Linked DNA regions of Mus musculus: all the other regions are linked to region 3. Evidence: chromatin contacts called from public ChIA-PET and Hi-C data. All regions are on one chromosome and are shown on one strand. The core of a region is the stretch at or near the end of the contact, and the rest is flanking DNA. Distances in the headings are between cores, read along the strand shown. Region 1 overlaps Ubac2 (ubiquitin associated domain containing 2). Region 2 has its middle 48 kb from the start of Ubac2. Region 3 holds the start of Zic2 (zinc finger protein of the cerebellum 2).

Region 1 (3,125 bases), core at 334-2,833, 540 kb before region 3:
CACCAGTGAGAATGTCCTTAATACCCAACGCACGCAGCTACTGTGGAACTCCCCATCTGCTGATTACCAGTTGGTTCCCGGATTCTTTTGCAGGAATCATTGCCTAAGAGATGCTAGGTATAAAAGGAGTACAAGAATTGAGTTAGATTTCTGGCGTGGAGCTCAGAAGGAGAGTGCACACATGTTCCTGGACTCACATGAAAAGAAAATTGGGGTCAGTCATAGCTTTAAAAGATGGAAATATTTTGTTTGTTTTGTTTTTATTTTTAAATCATTTGTCCGGCCATACCTAGAAGCACAGAATCCGTTCATTTGCATTTTCATAGAATATCTTTCTCATGCAAAAAGTTCTCAAACTTTTGCTTTGATGCAGAGTTTTCGAGTCTGGTACCTTGTATCTAACCCTTGGCCTTGAGTCAGATGTGAACTGTTCCCCTCACACCTGTCCTGGCCATTGGGATGTACCCAGCTATCCTCAGAGTAACCCCGGGAGGGAGGCGGGGCTTCATGGAGGAACCAGGCTCCGCAGCACCTCAGAGCTGTTTCCTGTGAGCTGCTGGGAGAAGCAGCACAGTGGTAGGAGGCAGGAGGGGAAGAGGCTTCAAGTGAGCCGGTCCTGCTTGTGCCCTTGGCAGTGGAGAATGTTAGGGAAGGAAGGACAGCCAGTCCTGGAGATGCTAACGGTGCCTTCAGCGTCACAGTGCTCTGCCCTCACTCACTAACTCTCCCTTGGGGCTTGGTTTATGTGGTAAGACACTTAAACTTCATCTTGCCAGGGTATCTAATGTATCCTGTTTAAAAGGCTCTGTGAGCGATCACCAGAAGGTTATGGGAAACATGATTTTGTACTCCAACACAAAGGACAGTGACATCGTTAAATAAAACTATAGTCACCTCAGTGTTGGCACTTTTGACATCGAGGCCTTATCTCTTGCTCTTTTGGATAATTTCTCGCTGTGCAGTCCAGGCTAGCCTGGAACTCTTTATAAACTGTGAACTCATAATTCCTCCTACCTCAGCCTGAGTGGTGATATTACAGTCATGTGTACATCATCATACTTTGATGTCCATTGTAGCACCCCTAGCTTCCCCGCACGGTTTCCAGGTGTTACCAAATGATGCCCAAGGGGACTGCTCAGTGGCAGGTCATGGTCTGTGTAGTATGAGGTAAATAGAACCTTGGGAAGAGTTGGTTCCACCCTAGAGGAGCTCACGGCCTGTGAAGCCTGTTGAAGCCTCTGATCAGACAGGATATTCTAACAGTTGACTGAAATAGGCTTGGTGGAGGCTATTAGTAAAAACTTGTTTCAGAGAAGTTTAACATCTGTTTTCATTTCTGCTTTTTAAGGCTTGGCTCCTCAATTCCTTTGCTTCAGCTGTCTTCCTCTTGGACTTAAAATATTTGAGTATGTCACAATTTCCAGTCCGATAGGAAATAGACTTTCTTCAAACAGAAATAAAAGTGTGAATAACTTCAGGATTGGATGATGGAAAATCTTGTGCGAGTCAAGTCAAACTCAGGTGACAGCAAAGTAGATCACCTCGCGCAGGGGAAGTGGAAGTGTAGTTGTAGTCAAGATTCGCTTCCTGTTCTTGTTTATCGTTGGAAAGTTGCACCTTATGAAAGATTTTAGATTCAGATCATTGTATTGTTCTAAGAAAAATTTCAAAATCCTAACCACGCTTTGGTAACCATAGCAAGATACACAACACCAAAAATAATCTCATACCTATTTGAGGATGGAGTTGAATTTTTGTGTATGTTGCACGTTGATTACTGAAATAGCTATGTTCTGTTCTCTGAGGTGAGAGGAGGACAGGCCTGTGGCACTTCTGAGGGGCCAGGCATGGGGCAGACCTGCATGACTGTCAGCAAGTAACACAGCATTGTGAGTGCATCTGGCTGACTGAGCAGGACACCCTAGATAGCACAAAGCCAGAGTCAACTTACGACTCTTCTTTCTGATGAAATCTCACCATGGACTCCATATTTAATACCACTTGCGACATAATACTGAGGTTCCGAGGGTGACCTATCATGACTTCTGTGGCTGATACTTAAATTACATTAAGTTAAGATACATTAAGTAGACACTTAAATATTTAAGAAATAACAAGACCAAGTTTCATTTTGTCAATCAATACTAACAACAACATGGAGAGAATATATGGAGCTGGAGAGATGGCTCAGTGGTTAAGAGTATAGATTGCTCTTCCAGAGGTCCTGAGTTCAATTCCAGCAACCACATGGTGGCTCACAATGAGAAAGCAATGGTGTATTCATATACATATATATTTTTTAAATCTTTAAAAAAAAAACAACAACAAAACCCTGGAAGTTGCTACTTGTGTAAAATAAAAATATATAGGAGAATACACAAGTAAACTACCTCCACATTTCTATCATGGAAGCTTTAAAATACACTGCTGATAAGCTCCCAAAGTGTCTTGTGTTTAACAGCATTGAAAACGGTCTCAGAAGACAAGGTTGTCATCACCAGCCCCTCACACCGTGCAGTAGAACAGTATGGGCTGTGAGATCAGCCAGTACACTCAGACTGGCAAGGTCAGAGACAGTGGGCTCTGTGTAGGAGGACTGTGGAGGACTTCTTGAGTTCTTATCAAAAGAATGAATATTTCCCCCAAATCAAATTGCCTAAAATACTGGAGCGACCACATCCAGCTCCAGAAGGTAACTGCTAGCTTCATAGATAGACCTAACATGGTACTCACCTCAAAAATACTTCTTAAAAAAAAGAAAGAAAGAAAATATATAGAGTAACATTATAATATGAATATTAAGTTAATTCTATTTGAGAAAAAAATTGGTAGAAATTTACTTTTTTTCTTAAAATTTTAAACTTCCTTTTTTTCCCATTTTTTATTGGATATTTTCTTTATTTAGATTTCAAATGTTATCCCCTTTCCCTGTTTCCCTCCCTCCTGGATACACCCTATCACATCCTCCCTTCCTCCCTTGCTTCTATGATGGTGTTCCTCCACCCACCCACCCACTCCCACCTCCCCGCCCTTGATTCCCCTACATTGGGGCATCTATTATGTCTTCATAGGACCAAGGATCTCTCCTCCCATTGATGACTGACAAGGCCATCCTCTGCTACATA
Region 2 (3,157 bases), core at 282-2,781, 650 kb before region 3:
TTCATGGATAGGAAGACTTAATCATCTTAAAATGTCAGTTCTTGCCAATTTGATTTCTAGATTCAACGTAACCTAAATTTAAATACCGAAGTTATTGATAGGTTGGTTCTGAAGTTGGCATGGGCAAGCAGTAATAGCCAACACAATACAGAAGAAAAAGAACAATGTTGGAGGACAAACACCACTCAGCTTCAAGACTTACTATAAAACTACAGTACCCAAGACAATGAAGAATAATGAGAAAAAAAAGAACCACTAAATCGGTTAAAAAGAGGGCTCCTGTACATAAACCAAGCGCCCTTGGACAAAAAGGAGGCTGTTGGGGACAGAACTGGAAGGTCAAAGCAGCAAGCATTGCAAGAGAAAGATCTCTCTATGCTACAGAGTGAGTGAAAGACCGGCCTGGGCAACTTAGCAAGACCTTGTCTCAAAAAAATCTTAAAGGTATAAAAGGGGATAGGATATATTTCAGAGACACTTGGACAAGGATATAAGTTCTGTCACCAGTAACAAAACCAAAAATAGCAAAGGCAAGACAATGGAGGAAGAGGGACCTTTGTCAAATGATGCTGGGATACTGGGCATCCGACACCAAAAGTAAATACAGATGCAGATCTGATGCCCATCAGAAAATTTAACAAAAATGGCTTGTCGGTGTAAAATAAAAGAAAGTAATAAAACTCCCAGAGACAGCAAGCAAAAACCAAGATGACTTGAACTTGGTGGTGACTTTGTGGATATAAAATCCTCAGTAAAAGAGAGAATTAGTAAATTGGGCTTCCTTAAAATTGAAAGTCTTCTCTATGAGAAACTGCCACGTGGATGAGAAGATGGGCCATCACCCAGGAAACAGTGGTGAAAGGGGAATCTGGAAAAGAGCTATTTTCCAAAGTAAAACCCAACAATAAGAAAAAACTTGATTTAAAAACAGGCTTGAAGATATTTTCTAAAACTCTTTTGGGGAGTTCATTTTAGCCTACCCTGACCTTGAACTTGCTATGTAGCAGAGTATGACCCTGAACTCTAGATCCACCTCCGGGATGCTGGTGCTGGGATTACAGGTGTGTACAGCTGTATCACCATGCTTGGCTGAAAGACCTTAGAAGACCCTCCCTAAAGAAGACAGACATATAGGTGGCAAATGAGCATGTGGGAGGATGTTTCACACCTTCTATCAGGATGCTTCACACCTTCTATCAGCAGGATGTGTCTCACCTTCTAGCAGAAGGGAAATTAACTTGAGACAACTCTGAGATCTTGCCAGCGCTGCTTGAGTCCAGAGCACCAAGGCTACAAATGCTAGCGTGAAGCAGCAGGCACCTCTACTCTCTCCTGACTGGGTCTGTGTGGGGTTGAAGGGAGCTGTTTCTCAGAGTCTGGGGCATTTGAATCCTTGGTCTGCAGTTGGCACAGCTGGCAGAGGTTTATGAGGCATGGCCTTGATGGAGGAACTGTGTCACTGGGGGCAGACTTGGGGGTTTCAAAAGCCACAGCACCATTTCCAAGTCACTCTTTGTTCTTCCTGCCTGTGGCTTAAGATACGAGCTCTCTGCTTGTGGTTCTGTCAGTGGGGTTTGCCTGTGCAGTACTCCCCCAGCAAGACAGTGAACTGTAAGCCCCAGGTAAACCTTCCCTTCTGTAAGTTGCCTTGGTCTTGGTGCTTTATCGCAGGAACTGAAAAGAAACCGATACAGTCTGGCTCCTCTACGTGACGTTTTGGCAATTTGTTTTTTACTCTTTAAATACATGTGTGTGCACTTGTTAACATCGTGGGGGTATCCATGTTGCGGGTGTGGATGACCCTGTGTGCACATTCATGGGGATGAAAAGACAACCTTGGGTGTCATCCCCAGGAACTTCGTCTCCTTCAGTCAAGGTCTCTCACGGATTTGGAGCTCACCAGTAGGATTGGCTGGCTGGCCAGCAGGCTCCAGGGATCATCTCGCCTCCACTTCCCCAGCACAGAGAATCCAAGTGTGCGCGGACTCAAGGCGCACTTTCACACGGGTTCTGGGGGCCAAACTGAGTCCTCTTGTTTATGAGGCACACACTGACTGAGTTATCTCCCCAACCTCAATTTTGGCAGTTTCCTATAGAATTAGATGTATATAAATTATATGACCCAGTACTTGCACTACTTGACGTTTACGCTAAAGAATTCAAACTGTGAAGACCTTGCGTGGTGAATAAGGAAGCCGGAAGTGGGCCTACCTCTCCTTTTCTCAGGCTGCCAGGAAGATGGCGGACTTTCAGACAGAGTGTGCTTACCAAACCAGCCTACAATCTTTCAAAACAAGAAGTGTGTTTTGCTGGGAGAAACCGGCAAGGAAAAACTCCCTTGGCGCTACAAGAACATCAGTCTAGAACTCAAGATGCCCACGGAGGACATCGAGGGCACCCACATAGACAAGAAATGCCCCTTCACTGGTAATGTCTCCATCCGGGAGGTCGGATCCTGTCTGGTGGTGTAAGGAGGATGAAGATGCAGAGGATCATTGTCATCCACCAGGACCATCTCCATTACATCCGAAAATACATTCGCTTTGAGAAGTGGCACAAGAACATGTCTGTGCACCTGTCCCCCGTTTCACTGTTGAAGAGTTCAGGCCCCTGAACAAGATTGTTCTGTTCAATGTGCTCAAGGTCACCAAGGCTGCTGTCACCAAGATGCAGCTTCAGAAGTTCTAAGGGGACTCTGGCCAATGCCCTACAGCAAATTCAGTTATTTTCCAACTTAAATATATATATATATATATATATATATATATATATGAATTGAAACTATGTTCACACACCAAGCTCCACACTGATGGTTCTGTCCATAATGTCGAAACTTTAAAACAACCAAGAGTTGATAGATGAATTGTGATACATCTCTGATCTGAAATGGACTATTACTCTGTGATAAAAATGAGGCCAGCCTGATCTACAGAGTGAGTTCCAGGACAGCTAGGACTACAAAGAGAAACCCTGTCTTGAAAAACAAAAAACAAAACAAAAAATTACTAGACTATGAAATAAGGGAAAGATATGGGATGAAGTGCATATTATTAAATAAATTAAGTGACTCTTAGGCTGTACACACTACGGACACAACCAGATGGTAGTCTGGGAGTTCTAGGCCAACCTGGACTATGGACTGAATGAGACCCTTTTT
Region 3 (2,907 bases), core at 304-2,803:
TGCCTGTCCAGACTGGGAAAGACCTGTCCTTGTCAGGAAAAGTCTCTTCGCTCCCTCAGGGTCTCGGGCTTGGTGACTCTATAGCTAAGGGTGCTTTGGACTAGAGTTCCCGGATTTTTCGGTGTACTTTGGTAGTGGATGCAATCTCTGGGGAGTTGGTGGCCTCTGACAAAGTATACGGGAGCAGGATCGGGCGGAAGGGGACAAGACCCATAGACCTGGCACCGCGTTAGGCTCGCAGCTGAACTCTTGAATTAGCCGGCTGGTGACGGGAGCCACAGAGCCAGACGCGCGAACGAAACCCTGCATGCTGGCAGGCCCAGTCTATGGGTGCGTTGGGCCGCTGCTGCAGCTGCACAACCCAAGCGGGGCTCAGGGAAGGTGGGGCGGGCTGGGCGAAGGATTGACGAGGCCGTGATGGCCAATAGCGGTTTCTGGAGGGCGGGATGGGCGGGAGTCCCCGTTAAAGGGGCGGTGTGACCAGGAGGCCGAGCCTTGGATAAGGAGGGAGGGATACCCGGGCGGGAGACCCGGCGGGTACGCGGGGGAGGGGAGAGGAAAAGGAGGGGACAAAAAATAAAAAAATAAAAGGCTGCTGCTGCGGCCTCAGCGCCCACCGAAATAAACAGAGGCGGTGGCGAAGGCTGCCCACTGCAGCCGCGAGAGAGGAAGAACTCGTGTTGGCCTCCTAGCATTTGCTTGTGCCGAGGACTTCGCTCTGTCCTCGCTGATGCGAGCACTCATTCCCGGACTAGCGCCCAGAACAGATCGGCTGGAGGAAGGGGGAGAACCAGAGAACACTTTTTTATTGTTGTTATTGTTTTTCAGACTAGCCTCACCCTGCTCCCCTCCCCCTCCTCGCCTTCTCCCCTCCCACAGTCCCCCCCTCCCCTGCTCCTCCCCCTCCCTCCTCCTCCAGCCCAACTTAAAGAAAGAGGGGACGACGCGCCCGTTTCCTTCATCTAGGGGAATTCGTGACCGCTGCAAGTTTACTACTCCGGGCGTCGCCAATGCCAAGCTCGGAGGGCCAAGAGGGCTAAACCCCCGCAGCAACCGCGAAGCCGAACAATACCGGCAGCGCTCTGGGCGGCGTGAGCAAGGCCTCGGGGGAGGGAGCGGCCACCCGAGAGCGCCGTGGACTCGACGCCTAGCCTCCTCCTCCCGGCTGCCCAGCGCCCCTGCGGAGATCAGGTGGAGCGGCGGGTGCGCCAGGCTCTGGGGCTGGCGGAGCTTGTTGCTGTCCGCTCCCTGCCAGCTTGTGTGCGCACAGCCACTGCCCTAGGGCACTGTGGCCCCGCAGCCGCGTTGACTTCATTCGGCGGATGCCGCTGATCTCAGCCAGGCTCCTGGTCCGCCGGCAGTACAAGGCAGCTAGCGAGTGAGTGCGTGCGTGCGTGCGCGCGCGGGGGCGCGCAGGGGTGGGGGCCGCGGCGCTGAGCTCGCCCTCCGGCGGCCCCCCTCTCCTCCGCTCCCCACACCTCCCTCCGCTCCCTCCTCCCGCCCGCCCTCCCCTGCCCTGCCCGCCCGCCCCCGCCGCAGCTCCTTTAATACACTTTGGTTCTCCGCCTGGCTTTGGACTCTTCTCCTCCTCCACCTCCTCCTCCCGCGCCTCCTCCGCCGCCGCCTCCTCTTCCTCTCCGCGCCTTCGCTCGGTGCCCGGCCGCCTGAGGCAGATACAGGCGGCGGCGGCGGGCGCACCAGCCCGGCTCCCGAGACTGCAGTCGCCAGTATTTCCACCGCCGGTTCACGGAGCCGGGCGTCCAGAGGACGCGCCTCGCCGATCCGAAGAGGAAATCCAGGCGGCGGGGTTCACCGGCGCCGGCGGGGCGGCCGGGCGCGCTGGCCATGCTTCTGGACGCGGGGCCGCAGTTCCCGGCCATCGGGGTGGGCAGCTTCGCGCGCCACCACCACCACTCGGCCGCGGCAGCGGCGGCTGCGGCGGCCGAGATGCAGGACCGCGAGCTGAGCCTGGCGGCAGCTCAGAACGGCTTCGTGGACTCGGCCGCGGCGCACATGGGCGCCTTCAAGCTCAACCCCGGGGCACACGAACTGTCTCCTGGTCAGAGTTCGGCGTTCACGTCGCAAGGTCCGGGTGCTTACCCGGGTTCGGCTGCTGCAGCCGCTGCGGCCGCGGCTCTAGGGCCCCACGCCGCACACGTTGGCTCCTATTCGGGGCCTCCCTTTAATTCCACCCGGGACTTCCTGTTCCGCAGCCGGGGCTTCGGGGACTCGGCGCCGGGAGGCGGGCAGCACGGGCTCTTCGGACCCGGCGCCGGCGGCCTTCACCACGCGCACTCGGACGCGCAGGGCCACCTTCTTTTCCCTGGCCTCCCGGAGCAGCACGGGCCGCACGCCTCGCAGAACGTGCTCAATGGGCAAATGCGCCTAGGGCTGCCGGGCGAGGTGTTCGGGCGCTCGGAGCAATACCGCCAAGTGGCCAGCCCGCGGACCGACCCCTACTCGGCGGCGCAGCTCCACAACCAGTACGGCCCTATGAATATGAACATGGGGATGAACATGGCAGCGGCCGCAGCCCACCACCACCATCACCACCACCACCCTGGTGCCTTTTTCCGCTACATGCGGCAGCAGTGCATCAAGCAAGAGCTCATCTGCAAGTGGATCGACCCGGAGCAGCTAAGCAATCCCAAGAAAAGCTGCAACAAAACTTTCAGCACCATGCACGAGCTGGTGACCCACGTCTCTGTGGAGCACGTCGGCGGCCCGGAACAGAGCAACCACGTCTGCTTCTGGGAGGAGTGTCCACGCGAGGGCAAACCCTTTAAGGCCAAATACAAACTGGTCAACCACATCCGCGTGCACACTGGCGAGAAGCCCTTCCCCTGTCCTTTCCCGGGCTGTGGCAAGGTCTTCGCACGCTCCGAGAACCTCAAGATCCACAAAAGA

The links. A called contact is a pair of places that touch in the nucleus more often than the background predicts. ChIA-PET counts read pairs in DNA pulled down with a chosen protein or histone mark.
Region 1: a Hi-C map of group 2 innate lymphoid cells shows a contact between it and region 3, with 4 times the contacts expected there. The contact joins the enhancer-like site here to the promoter of Zic2 in region 3. A contact is called at or near these places in 3 of 484 Hi-C or Micro-C datasets (B cells, LSK cells and group 2 innate lymphoid cells) and 1 of 115 datasets of contacts at active chromatin or transcription factors (large pre-B cells).
Region 2: a contact with region 3 is called in an RNA polymerase II ChIA-PET map of memory CD8 T cells, with 11 read pairs. The contact joins the enhancer-like site here to the promoter of Zic2 in region 3. A contact is called at or near these places in 3 of 39 promoter capture datasets (the HPC-7 cell line, liver and neutrophils), 1 of 115 datasets of contacts at active chromatin or transcription factors (memory CD8 T cells) and 2 of 9 other capture datasets (liver and macrophages).

What each region holds. Positions count from the first base shown.
Region 1 is chr14:121,937,243-121,940,367 of GRCm38.p6, forward strand. All of the region lies in intron 4 of Ubac2 (ubiquitin associated domain containing 2), which reads left to right. Among named protein-coding and RNA genes, the nearest start is that of Gpr18, 23 kb to the left of the region's middle. Within about 2 kb of position 1,584, at least 117 of the 459 cell types and tissues checked have an H3K27ac peak or open chromatin away from gene starts, as enhancers often do. A contact at or near this core is called in B cells, LSK cells and group 2 innate lymphoid cells, where this site is marked.
Region 2 is chr14:121,828,775-121,831,931 of GRCm38.p6, forward strand. It overlaps the pseudogene Gm9395. Among named protein-coding and RNA genes, the nearest start is that of Ubac2, 48 kb to the right of the region's middle. Within about 2 kb of position 1,532, at least 44 of the 459 cell types and tissues checked have an H3K27ac peak or open chromatin away from gene starts, as enhancers often do. A contact at or near this core is called in memory CD8 T cells, where this site is marked.
Region 3 is chr14:122,473,831-122,476,737 of GRCm38.p6, forward strand. It overlaps Zic2 (zinc finger protein of the cerebellum 2), which reads left to right and starts at 1,554. Exons shown (of 3, transcript NM_009574.3): 1 at 1,554-2,907. The coding sequence starts at 1,846. 2610035F20Rik (RIKEN cDNA 2610035F20 gene) reads right to left here and starts at 1,369. Exons shown (of 5, transcript NR_045046.1): 1 at 1,073-1,369; 2 at 618-772.